2 separate regions of the Sus scrofa genome follow, and region 1 is linked to region 2. A link is a contact called in public HiChIP or PLAC-seq data. All regions are on one chromosome and are shown on one strand. The core of a region is the stretch at or near the end of the contact, and the rest is flanking DNA. Distances in the headings are between cores, read along the strand shown.

Region 1 (7,155 bases), core at 2,767-5,266, 160 kb before region 2:
AGGACAGGAGCTGTCTTTGGGGAGAAATCAACAATGCATTTTCAATTTTATTATTTTAAATAATGTTCAGTGGGTGGGACAGACTTTGGAGGACTGAGAGCTGGACCCACGTGGCCAGTGGTGTTGCTCATGAAGATGTAGCTGCTTGTCATTCCTGGCTTGTTGGAGTCAGGGTGAGGGGAGAGGGGAGAGCTTTGGATTCCTTTCAATGGGTGAATGAGTACTCCCGCTCCCTAGGAACCCCTAGCAGTCAATGAGAATGGGAAATTCATCCTAGCCCTCAAATGTGTGCTGCATGTTCCTGTTGGCCAGGCTTGGCGGTGGGAACTGAGCACCAGAATGAAGCTAAATCTTCACCTGTGGGCTGGATGGAAGTTTCTGAGAAGAGCAGGGATGTCATCTCGCGGACATGGATCACCCTGGATGTTGGGAATGGACAGTGAGCAGAGTAAAGTAGAAAGAGGGCGACTACAGCAGTGATCCTGGTGAGGGATGATGGGGTTCCATGGCCTGGGTTTGAATCCCGACTCAATCTCATGTGATCTTCATCACCTCAGGTAAACTGCTTAATCTCTCTGTGCTTCTGTCTCCTCACCTGTGAATGGACTAGTGTTCCAGGACCTCCAGGCAAGGAAACTGGGAGATAAGGAGCTGGGTCCTTGGTTGAGCATAAAAAGGGGCTCTTTCAAAGGACACACCTGCTGGAGTTCCCGTCGTGGTGCAGTGGTTAACAAATCCGACTAGAAACCAGGAGGTTGCGGGTTCGATCCCTGGCCTCGCTCAGTGGGTTATGTATCTGGCGTTGCCGTGAGCTGTGGTGTAGGTTGCAGACGCAGCTCGGATCCTGCGTTGCTGTGGCTCTGGCATAGGCCGGTGGCTATGGCTCTGATTGGACCCCTAGCCTGGGAATCTCCACATGCCGTGGGAGCGGCCCTAGAAAAGCCAAAAAGCCAAAAAAACCCAACAACAACAACCAAAAAAAAAAAAAAGAAAAAAAAAAACCAAGAGGACACACCTGCTGCAAGGTCACCTCAAGAGTGAGGGACCAAGGCCCACATTTGATTTCAAGGGCGGACTTCTGAAAGAGCAAGCATCAGCTTCTGACAAGGTGGGAAAGCGGGCAGTTGCTGACAGTGCAGCTTGTGAGCAGTGAAGTCCTGGAGGCAGCCGGGCAGGGCTCATGAGGCAGAACTGGGGCTGATGTGTGGGAGAGAGACTGAAACCCACTGCCAGATTGAGAGGCTCCAGGGGGCCAGTAGACACTTAGCAAAACCCACTCGTGTATTTGGATTAGAGATAAAATCGTGAAAGGTTGACCAGGCATTTTTGAATGGGTTACAAACATCTCTGCTTCTAAGCCACAGGACATGGGACAGAAACCAAGGACTTGAGGCCAAATTTTTGTATGGAACATGATCCAGTTATGCACCAGGTCTGAGGGGATGTGTGAGCTAACAAACTTCTGCAGAATGGTGTGTTTTGGGGGGGTTGTACTTTATAGAGTTATTCTGATAGGCAAAGAGATGAATCGATGCTCGCTTCCTAAGTCTACCCCCAGCAGCCCCTTCTTCCCCTTAGAGATTGGTCACTCTTGCTTATTCTTTCTTTGAATAAATAGGATTATCTAGCTCTTGGGTGAGAGCAGGGGTGGGGAGGCGGGAGAGTCTCCAAAAACAGCCAACCAGCAACTAACCAACTGGACAACCAATAACTGACCAACGAACAAGCAGCCAACTAACCAATGGCAGAACAGAGGTCCCTCAAGGATGTCCATGTCCAAATTCTTGGAACCAATGAACATGCTACCTTCTGAGGCAAAGGGTGAATTAAGGTTACCAATTTAAAACAGGTATATTGTCCTGGGTTCTCCAGGTGAGCACAATGTACTCAGGAGAGTTCTTAAAAATAGAAGTGGGAGGCAGAAGAGCAGTTCGACCAGACATGAGAAGGACTCAACCTTCCACGGCTGGTTTGCAGATGGAGGAAGGGGCCACAGGCCAAGGAATGTGGGCAGCCACTAGAAGCAGGAAAAGACTAGGCAATGGAGCTGGCCATGGAGACTCCAGAGAGGAACATCTGACCATAACATTAGATTAACCATGGAGACCCAGGTCAGATTTCTGAGTTCCAGCACTGTAGGGTAATGAATTTGTAATTGAAGCCCCTAGGTTTGTGGCGGTGTCTTACAGCAGCAATAGAAAAGAAATAGACTAGCGATCTAAACTCTCTCTCTATTCTACATGGTCAAGCCCAAGGCTACAACATGTGTGGCCTTCAGCCTGCTGCTCTAGCCTCAGTTCATGAGGTCCCCTGTCCTGTGCCCCTCCCACCAGTCAGGGAATCTTGCCACCCTTACACCATCCCAGCCTCTCACCTCTGCCAATGTTCAAGGTTCCTTCTGGAAGGGCCATCATGACTTACATTTGCACAGAGCTTTCAGGCTTGCAAAAGCCCTTACACGACAGTTCCATAGATGCCACAGTTAGCCTCTCACTAAGTACCAAGTCTCTTTGAGGGCAGGGTTCTGGACTTAAGTATTTGTCTTGGCACCCCTCATAGAAAGAAGCCTAGCTGTGGTCAAAGTGGGCATAGGGGTAAAAACAAGAGGGCCAGAAGGTCACCAGAGGTTGCCAAGGGCACCGGCCCCACCTCCTGGCTTAGGCACTGCCCCCAGACTCAGACACCCTGATGACAGGGCCATGCTTTTGTCCTTTTCAATAGAGTAGGGTGCTCAGTAAAGAGTTGTTAGGAACGTCTCTTCTGGTACCCTCCCTTGGGTTCTTTCAGTCCTACCGTGATCTCCCAAGATGCCTTCACTCCAAGGACCTCCAGATGAAGACCCCTTTAGAGAGAGTTTTAATTCTGGACCTTCCCCTAGTGTTGGGCTCCCCCATAGGCCTTGCCCCAGGCTCTGCTCCAGGTGGGACAGCTCCCTGGCTACCCCTGTCCCCACAGGTGCAGGCAGGACGAGGCACTGCGCAGCAGAGGGACCCGGGTGCGGGGAGCCAGGGGCCACTGGGGCAGGCTCACTCTTCCCTCTCATGGGCACGACCTGTCCTGTTACTCTGGGTCACTTTCAGTAAACAGGGGAAAGAGAACAATGTCAGCCCCCAAATGAACCCATCAGGAAAGGAGGGTTATTGCCAAGTGTTCTCAGAAGGCACGGCCTACAAAGAAGGTAAAACCCTGTCTTTAACATCAGGCCCCAGTTCTGGCCCTTTTGTGAGCAGAGACCTGATGGCCCTTAAAGAGAACTGCTTTTCTACTAGCTTCTCTTTGATTTTCCAGGATTACTTGGCCTGTTCCCTCAGCTCCTGGGTGAGAGGCTCCTGACCCAGCAGCCAGTGGGGGGCAGAGGCTGCCGGGATTCAAGCTGCTGGCAAACCTGGGACAGCAGCGCGGGCTGCTGGCTGTGCCCTTTCAGCGGTGGCATTCCCATCTCCAAGGAGGCAGCGGCGTCAATCCAGGACTTCAGCATCTTGCCCTTTGGGTGGGCAGAGGTGTCCCATAGCAACTGGGGCTGTGATCTGCATAGGACAGCACATTGCATCTATTCAGGGCTCTCTTTCCCCTGCTTTCTTTGAAACAAGCTTGCCCTATATCCAAGTTCCCTGTGAGTCCCATACAATGAAAACAGCAGTTGACAGGTTCCCTGTAACTCGTGAAATCTGAGTGCATCCAAGGGGAGAAAGAGAACGCTCATTACTGAAACACAAAACGAGCCCCTTTCAAGGCACGGCGAGCTGGCCCTTCAGTTTGCGGCCGCTGACCCCGCTGCCCTTCTGAGCACAATAAGCAGAGGGAGGAGACGGAGAGAGAGGTCTTTACTCCTTAAGTTGCCAATTGATCACCCTCCACACCCCTCTGGGGGCTTCTTCATCCAAACAATTCAGGTGACGGAGGTCAAGCCTCCAGCCATTCCTCCCGGGAGATCTTAGCTCTCCCTATAGGGACTTTCCCAGGTGAAACAAAGACAAGCTCTAGAAGCCTTAAACTCCTGCTGATGACACTCGGTGGAAACAGAGAGAAAGGGGAAATTAGCAGGGCCCAGAATCATCCAGCCAGACCCCAACAGCCTTCTCATACTCTGGGCCTGGACCAGCCACTGTGGAAGCCCAGTCCTGTCCAGGCTCCAACATGGCGGCCAATGACTGACCGCCTAGCATGGGGTTGGGCCAAGGAAGCCATGCAAGGGGCAGAAACTGCCCTATGTTTGCCCATACCAGCTTTTGGCTGATTAACCAGACTTTTAATCTCCAAACCGCCCCCCCACCCAAAACCTCAGAAGTTGGGAAAGAAGAGGAAGAGGAGGCAGCGCAAGAAGAAAAGGAGGAAGAGAAAGTAGAAATTCATGAAGTAAGCCAAAATAGTACAAGCTTCCCATGAAAGCCTGTAGAGAAGTGCAGCCCATTCCAGAGGCTGTCCAGTGAGGGCTCTGGAGGAGCCAACTCCACAGCTTGGATGGTAAACCCCACGGTGCCCAGAGCAACCCAGGACAGTGTCAATGAAGAAAACACACTGGGGTTCTGGGGCTTAGCCCACCCAGCCCGCAGCTGGGCGGGACAGGGCTAAGCAGGATAGGGCTCTATTCTTTCATCTCTGATTCCACAGGCAGGTAGGTACTGAGAGTGAGGACACAGGCTCATTGTGGCAATGATCTGGGGCAGGATTACTTGGGGAACACAGGCAATCATGTAACCACTGCACTTCCGATTTTATCATCAGGAAATAACCTGTACCACTTGCGAGTCTCTAAATGTGCCATTTACTTTCATTTCCCATCTTCCTGCAGGAGTGCCCCCTCCCCCCGCCACCCATCTGACAGATTCCTGCTGATTCTTCAAGCTGTATATGTAGTGCTATATTCTTTAGGTATGCTCGTATCTTAGCACAGTTCACGTGGTATGACGGTACTCTGTTTACTTACTTTCTATCACAGGACTAAAATTCCCTTGAGTTTAGGATCACCCCCAACCAATCATTATTGCTTTTGGTACTGATGCTTAGCTACTTATTACCTGAAGAACTTAATGGAATCATGATGAGGATACTTGTTTCTTTTTCAGGTCCTAACATTGGTTTTTATTCACTCCCCAAGGACTTGTGAACAGGGGTAGTACTACATAACTCGAGAGACCCCATTCACATGGAATATCATGTGAATGGCGGCCCCAGAGCTATGGAATATGGTGGCCCTGCTAATGGAACTCCTCCCACAGGCCACGTACAATGGGGAAATCCAGGTACTAGGAGCTTACATTCTAGTTACAGAGACAGAGCTAATCTGGAAGGATGCCATAAGGGCATGGTCAAGGGCGACCCAGCCTGGGGTGGCAGCAGGGGTCCTGGTGAAGGAGGATCTGTGGGGACCACAGCCATTGGGAAGGACTTTGGGGAGAAAGTAGACCTTATCTGCATTATCCATGATAATGAAAATAGGATTATGAAAGGAAGGTATGCAGAGCACAGAGAGGATTCTAAGGGCAGTAAAACAGTTTTGAATGATACTATTATATACATATTCATATATATAATGTATATTATGTACATATTCATATACATATATAATATATATATTATATATATAATAGGGTATACATGTCATCATTATACATTTGTCAAAAATTCATAAACTGCACACGACCAAGAGTGAACCCTAATGTAAACCATGGACTTTGGATAATTATGATGTGTCCATGTAGGTTCATCCATTACAACAAATGTGTCTACTCTGGTGGGGGATGCTGATAATGGAGGAGATTGTGCATGTGTGGGAGCAGGATAGAGGGTCCAAGATGTGGTTTTCTTTGTAAATTGCATCTTGGGAACCACTAGTCAGTCATTCAACAAATGGTTACAGACTCTGAGGACAAAGCAGCAAAGAAAACAGAAAAAAACTCCCTGTCCACCCTGAACTCCACTTCTCAAAAGGAGCTGTGTAAAATTAGCTTCTCATCAGCTGTCAAGAAGGGTGGGTCCTTGAACTGCTTAAGCTGGAGAAGCCAGGAGAGGAGGAGACAAAACCCGGGGAACTGTGAAGGCTTGGCGCCATGAAGAGGGAGCAAGCTTACCTTTATCTAGAAAAGTAGTCCTTAAATGTTCCATCCCAGATACAGCGCCCTCAGCAAGAGTGACTTGTGGTCACAGTGGCACCAGGAAAGGACAGGAGAGGTGAAACCCCTGGAGGGAAGAGGTCCAGATACTCGACCAGTCCCCACCAGAGTAACAGGATGGAGTGAGACATGCAGGGGAGCCCTTGCTTCCTCTGAGCATTCTCCAAAAACACCACTTTACAGAAAGATAAAAAAATAATATTGACATGAAGATGTTAAGCCCATCATGAAACTACATTAGGGGGCAAGCAAAAGTCACTCCGTCTAATATGTCATCAAAATATGAATGATCAGGAGTTCCTGTCATGGTGCAGTGGAAATGAATCCAATTAGGAACCATGAGGTTGAGGGTTTTATCCCTGGGTTCACTCAGTGGGTTAGGGACCTGGTGTTGCTGTGAGCTGTGGTGTAGTTTGCAGACAAGGCTCGGATCCTGCATGACTGTAGCTGTGGTGTAGGCCAGCAGCTGCAACTCCAATTAGACCCCTAGCCTGAGAACTTCCATATGCTGCGGGTACAGCCCTAAAAAGCAAAAAAAACAAAAATGCTAATGATCAGGCATGGGAGGTGAGATAAGCAGGGGCGGAGGGGTGGAGGTGAGCCTCTTTTATGTGTCTGCTTGGCTCAGGATGGAGATATGGCTTTACTGCTCCCCAGCTCTAAGAATTCCTATAAAACTAGGTCAATGGATCAAAGGTACAGAGTGGTAGATTCCACCTCAATATAAGGAAAGACTTCTTGAGGATGAAGACTTTGAAACCATGGCTCAGACGTCTTTACAAAGTGGTGTGCACCCCATCCCGGAAGAATGCAAACTCCAGGATGGTCATCTTTTGGAAGAGGAATGCCGGACTCCATGGCCACTCGAAGCCCTTCCATGCTCCAAATCTCAGAGTGTGGTAAAGGAAGGCAGAGATCTGAAAGGGAGGAGGAGGAAATTGGCGGACCGGCCTCATTGAGAACCCAGAGAAAAACCTTTCAGCCACAATCACAGGAGCCCGAAGGCTGGTTCTCTGAATGTTGGCAGAATTCACTCCCCACC
Region 2 (6,294 bases), core at 510-3,009:
CACAACATGAGTTGGTGGCAGACTCAGGAAGGAGTCCAGAGGTCTGAGTCACCTCCCAGAGAGGGGCCAAATCCAAGTGGGGCTTTGCTGGACACCACGGACAGAGGGGCCTCTGGTGCCTAGGGTGTGCTCACATGTGTCCATGTGTATACACGTGCATCTGTGTGTGTGTGTGTGTTTGTGTGTGTATGTGTGAGAGAGAGGGAGAGGCAGAGGCAGGATGGGATGCTCTCGGGCCCATTGCTGAAGGTTACTGGAGGCTTACAAGTCATCATAGAGCGATGCTAGTCCAGGCACCACTGGTCCCCCTGGGAGCGGAAAGCCTGACAGTCAGTCCCCACAGACGGATGGACGGAGGCCTGGAGAAGGGACTAAGAAGAAGGGTTTGCGGAAGATGGGATGACAAAGAAGCCCATACACTTCCGGGGACAAAGCTGTATCCGCATAATTTCCTTAATATAACTTTGATCAGGAAAATCACTGTTCCAAATGACCTCTTGAACTCTCCCTACATCCTTGAGAGGAGGATGCTAAAATTCAGCCCTACCCCTGCCCAATGAGGAGGGAGCCCCAATCTTCTTGGCTCACTGTCCAGTTGGCCTACGGAGAGTTGCACAAGCTCCAAACATTCCTCTGGTTTGGATTTGCCTCGCTCTTCTTCCTTGGCCCAGAAAATGAGAGAGAACTGAACTCAGGACTGAGGGTCTGAAACAGCGAGGCATGAGTTTGCAGAAACTCTCCAGAATCATCATTTGGAAACATTCCCGCATGTCGGGCCCCCATAAACATCTCTCAGCTCACTCTCGGTGGGAGTAAAGACGTTACAAGGTGGCTCTAAATATATTTAGGGACCTGGTACGTTCACCTTTACCTGGGCTAGGTCTCCGTCTTCCCAGGAAGGAGGCTTTCACTACGGCCGTCCAGTCCCACGCTGCGTACTATGCCTACATCTGAGTGCCTGAGAAAATTCCCATGGGGCGGTGTAGTAAAAAAAGATCAACCACATGAAGATCCTGCCTTTTGATTTCCTTGCTTCATCCAAATTGCTCCCCAGGCGCTTTTAGATTTCGAGGCTCCCCTAATCACCCTTCTAACCAGCAGCCCCGCCACGGCATAGAAATTAATTTGTATAGCTCCTAAGTGAAATTATCCCTGGGGAGAGAAGATGCCCAAGGCTTTAACAATTACAACAGAACACAGCCTCGGAGTGAGAAGAGGAGACAAGTACACGCTGACATCCCGACTGAAACTCCAGGCTGAATCCGACAGAGAAGAATGTAATTCCCTTTCCTGGTTGGAGGGGACACCAAAGAAACCGGAGAAGTGGAATACCTATTAGGTCCCCACTAATCCTCCTCCTAAATTCAAAGCAGGGTTCCTCCCTGGAATTCATTTCTGAGTATTCTTAGTCGCCACTATTGTTCAACAGCTCAGTTGATAAGTGCTTGCAGCGCATAAGGCTTTCTACTGAGCTCACCCCTCCTCGTTCCCAGCCGCTCAAAGCACTTTACAAATATCACCTCATTATTCGTTATAACACTCCAGCGAGCCTGATCGGTGGAAAGGTTCATTATCTTCTCCTTACCAATAGGGGAAAGAGACAAAGGAAGAAGTGACTCGTTTAAGCCAACAAAGCAAGGCAGAACTGGAACTAAAACTCAGCCGTCCTCCTGACGTGCTGTGTGCACGTGAACTCCGCTCGCCTGCAAAGAGGTTCCGCTGACAGGGCAGGGTTTCCTAGCCACGGACGGTGTTGTAATCAGCAGGTCCACAGAACTGGGGCACTGGCTGGAGGGGAAGGGATGGCAGTCGAGATGGAGGAGCCCCATGTGAGGGGCCTTAAAGGGTTTGGACAAGTCACTTTGACTCCATGGAAGAAGGGTTTCCATTAGAGGATCTTAAGGGTTCCTTCCAGCTCTTAGACAATTAGTGAAGCCTGGAGTTCCTGTCATGGCTCAGTGGTTAACGAATCTGACTAAGAACCATGAAGTTGCGGGTTCGATCCCTGGCATTCCTTGGTGGGTTAAGGATCCGGTGTTACCGTGAGCCGTGGTGTAGGTGGCAGACTCGGCTTGGATCCCGTGTTGCTGTGGCTCTGGCATAGGCTTGGCAGCTACACCTCCGATTAGACCCCTCGCCTGGGAACCTCCATATGCTGAGGTGCAGCCCTAGAAAACGCAAAAAGAAAAAAAAAATTTAGTGAAGCCCTAGCTTCAGAAGAGGGGTTCTATTTTTTTCACCAGCCCTTTGTGACAATCTGAGATTCATTTTGCTTGTAAGCCTGAGATGGCATCCCTGTCTCTTTATAAGCATCTCTGTGTCATCCACAGTCCACCCCAAGGATAGTAGGGGACAAATCAGCTAGTAGGGACAGGTAGTCCTGGGGCACCAAGGCCAGGGACTGAAGAGGTGAAGGGAGGCTGGGAACAGAAAGAAGACTGGAAGAGTCAGAAAAAGAATTGGCAAATAACATTTTGAGCTGTGCCTGGGCCCTACCCATGGACACTCCTTACATTCCAAGGAACCTATGACAGGTCCTTCAAAGTTTAAGTAGGCTGTAAAGAAACAGAGTTTGCTTTGGTTTTTCTAAATACAGGCTTCACCTGTCAACCCTAAAATCCATGTGAGCAAGGCCCCAAGGTACCCTGGAGGGGTGGTTTTCCATTTAAACGGAATTTCATTTTAATTGAAATAACATTGATGTGCCTTCAAGTTAATTAAAACAGGATTTTACAGGTGGCTTCATAGTTTATAATTTGTGTTGCTTGAGCCAGATATGCCTAAGCCTTTAGAAAACCTGCAGTGTTTTATCTCTCTGATCTTTTACATTTTCTTTTCCTGAATGATGCTTTGATACTCATTGTTTGCCCCAAAGAGCGTTTGAGAGGGAGGACATTTAGTAGAATCAACACTTGTTTGCAGAAGCAGCCCCCACAACCAGAATAATGACCTTGGAAATAGTCTTGGGTGATGGGCTGATTACAATGACTGGATATAAAGGACTGACTGTGTAGCCGCCAGAAAGAAACACATTTTTGTAATATCTCAGTTGTTTCTATTGGCCTGGCCTTCCTTGCATTCACCATGGGAACTGAATCAACAAGTTTGTTTGCTTTTATTTCAGTGATTACAATGCATTCTTTTTTTTTTTTTTTTCCTTCACATACAGGGAAAAAGGAGTAAAGAACAAATGAAAGTCAAATGCTTGATGATCCAAAAGAAATGGGTATAATTTTATTTATCTTCAAGTTCAGCTGTAAAAGCGACTAGTTGCAAACTTTATTCCCTCTGCTCTCTCTGAGGACCTCAGCCTGACCTTGTGGAACCTTCTTTCTGGGAAATTAAAGAATTTCCAGGATTAGCTCAAGTTCTGAGGCTGCCAACTGTGACAATCTACAAAACTCTCTTAGGTAATGATTCAGACCCCTCTTCTGCTCCAGGCCAAGATGGTCCCTGATGAGTTGGAAATATTCTAATTTCCTGGACCTAGACCACAAGGCGAAGTGACCCTGGAAGAATTTCAGAAGGGCAAGTTCAACACGTCTGCATACTAAAGACTCAACAACTGATATACATGTAACAACAGAAATGTAATTGAACTTGAAAAGCAAGAATTAAGGGGTCATCAGAAACAAGTTTACAAAAGAACACCGGAAGGGAGGAAGGAAGGAGGAAAGAAGGCAGGGAGGGAGGGAGGAGGGGACCACAGGGAAGGGAAGGGGTGGGGAGGGAGGAGGAAGGGAAGGAGGAAGAGAGGGCAGAGAGAGAGAAAGAAAGCTTTATGAATTTAATAATAATTGGTCTCCACCACCTGATTCTGAAGGAAGTCATTTTCTGAACATCCCCTGATATGAACTTTTGAATTCTCCAGCAGAAGGCCAAGTTTCCAATGCTGATCGGATAAAATGCCAAATATCTCTCATCATTATAATCCCAAGATGAGGAAAAAGAGGAAGAACGAATCAATATTCTCAGTTTATTGTCGAGGGGCCCAGAGAAGGGTCAGGCTTGAGAGCCCACCAAGGACTGCACTAGTTAAACTAGATGTCACCCTGATCCCTCCTCTGACACTCGTCTTTCCTTACATCTCCTAAACCATGCAGACAGCTGGGCAGGTAAGAGAACATCAAAGTAAGCTTCCAACTCAATTCTGCCACTACCTCATTCTGTGGCTTCCTTAGGCCTTGTTCCCCATTTGAAAAGTGAAGGCATAGGACTGGAGGGCCACTGCCATCCCTCCCATGTCTCACATGGCCCAACACTACTGTATCTCTGCAGAGACTGGCATTTCCCCCCCCCCCCCCAGCCACAGTACATTTTCTGTCTTTTAAGTTTTACCCAGTGTTGGTCCCTAGGAGTCCCTTGCGGTGTCTGAGGAGACCCGGGGCAGGAATTCAAGCTTTACTGGCCAACAGGAATGCCCACTTCTCCTCACTCCTGCAGAGGAAAGTTAAAGTCAGAATACAAGGGTTCTAGGTGACCTCACTCAGGAAACCCACTGGCATATGCCCTTAGATACAATCCAAAAGGGGTAAAAGATGAAGATCCATGTGGGGAGATTTACTGTGTAAGCCAAACCTACCACAGGGTAAGCTCTCAGTGGGAACATCTAGGAAATAAATGGGTAGCTTTTAAAATAAATGACTAGAACTTCAAGGCTCAGATGTTTTCCACTACCCAAGATTTGCAGTTTCGTGTATATGACCTGGCTCAGCAACTCTCTCCATGACAATGGGTTTCCACAATGTTAGTTGAGGAAATTTTTAAGAAGAGTCAGCAACTCCAAGGAACTTTTCATTCAAGGACACTCAAAATGTTATGTAACTATTATTGCTTATGATCCCGAACAGATGTGGCAAGAAGGTTCTTCGTTTGAGAAATAAGGAACATTTCATAGACATGTCTCAGGGAATAGAGGACATGAACAGAGCCTCCAATAAGCCACTCATAGAACCATCTGGGTTCCCAAAGGGTTACACGTTGTCAGAAGACCTGGGTTTAAAAGATTAGAGAGAAATGTGGAAGATTCATGGAGAAACAAGAGGCCCAACTCGGTCTTGAGTATCAGATTTCCCCAGTGACTCACTGGCCCATTTGCTTACAACGTTTTTGCAGAAGTCTTCTGGAAGCCTGACCAGAATGGAGCAAATCTAGATCTATCAAAATGACTAACACAGATAATAATGTGTGCTTCTGGTTTTTTAAAAAGTTTTACGTTTCAACTTTATCTATCTATTTATTTATTTATGCTTTTTTAAGGGCCATACTCATGGCATATGGAAGTTCCCAGAACAGGGGTCAAATCGGAGCCACAGCTGCTGGCTTACATCACAGCCACAACAATACCAATCTGAGTCACGTTTGCAACCTACACCATAGCTCACTGCAACACCGGATCCTTAACCCGCTGAGCAGGGCCAGGCATCGAACCTGCATCCTCATGGATACTGGTTGGGTTGATTTCTGCTGAGACACAATGGGAACTCCTGAACTTTTTTATATTACCTTTCAGGTCAATTCAGAACGCAGCCTCCTCAAGATGGACCAACATTTAGAAGACTTTGGTAGATCTGATATATTAAACAAGAAAGCTGAATTCATGTTGTGATGCAGCGTAAACGAATCCGACTGGGAACCATGAGGTTGTGGGTTCGATCCCTGGCCTCGCTCAGTGGGTTAAGGAATCCATCATTGCCATGAGCTGTGGTGTAGGTCGGATCCTGCATTGCTGTGGCTCTGGTGTAGGCCGGCAGCTACAGCTCTGATTGGACCCCTAGTCTGGGAACCTCCATATGTCATAGGTGCAGCCCTGAAAAAACAAAAACAAAAACAAAAAACAAGAAAGCAAGTCACAAAGCAGTATGTACACTATGATCTAATTTTTGAAAAAAATTTACATAAGGGTATGCTTAGAAAAGTAGACAGAATTATAAACACTGATATCTTACCTTACCTTACTGAAACGGCATTATAATTTTTTTTTTCTTTTTGGCTATATATTCTATTGGCACATAGAGTAACCTGGATAAATTTTATAAATACAATGTTGAGCAAAAGAAAGTGTTACCAAAGAAAACCTACTATATGATTCTGTTTACATAAAGTTTAAATACAGGCAAAACTCACCTATGCTTGTAGAAATCCAGATGGTGGTTACTTTTGTGTGTGGGGGCGGGGGGGATTAGGGGTAATGACAGAAATGGGGAGCTTCTAGGGTATATTAACATCTTCTTTCTTAATCTGTTCTGGTTACACATGTGTGTTTGCTGAAAAGGTTCATGGAGTTGTACACTT

Evidence for each region. HiChIP or PLAC-seq counts read pairs in DNA pulled down with a chosen protein or histone mark.
Region 1: a contact with region 2 is called in an H3K27ac HiChIP or PLAC-seq map of alveolar macrophages. The contact joins two enhancer-like sites. A contact is called at or near these places in 1 of 47 Hi-C or Micro-C datasets (embryonic fibroblasts) and 2 of 2 datasets of contacts at active chromatin or transcription factors (alveolar macrophages and skeletal muscle).

Annotation. Positions count from the first base shown.
Region 1 is chr7:92,262,267-92,269,421 of Sscrofa11.1, reverse strand. All of the region lies in intron 11 of RAD51B (DNA repair protein RAD51 homolog 2), which reads right to left. Among named protein-coding and RNA genes, the nearest start is that of ZFP36L1, 230 kb to the left of the region's middle. Within about 2 kb of position 4,016, at least 12 of the 83 cell types and tissues checked have an H3K27ac peak or open chromatin away from gene starts, as enhancers often do. A contact at or near this core is called in alveolar macrophages, where this site is marked.
Region 2 is chr7:92,100,631-92,106,924 of Sscrofa11.1, reverse strand. All of the region lies in intron 9 of RAD51B (DNA repair protein RAD51 homolog 2), which reads right to left. It overlaps LOC106507734 (a long non-coding RNA gene), which reads left to right. Exons shown (of 3, transcript XR_002346146.1): 2 at 3,170-4,115; 3 at 5,513-6,294. Among named protein-coding and RNA genes, the nearest start is that of ZFP36L1, 390 kb to the left of the region's middle. Within about 2 kb of position 1,759, at least 32 of the 83 cell types and tissues checked have an H3K27ac peak or open chromatin away from gene starts, as enhancers often do. A contact at or near this core is called in alveolar macrophages, where this site is marked.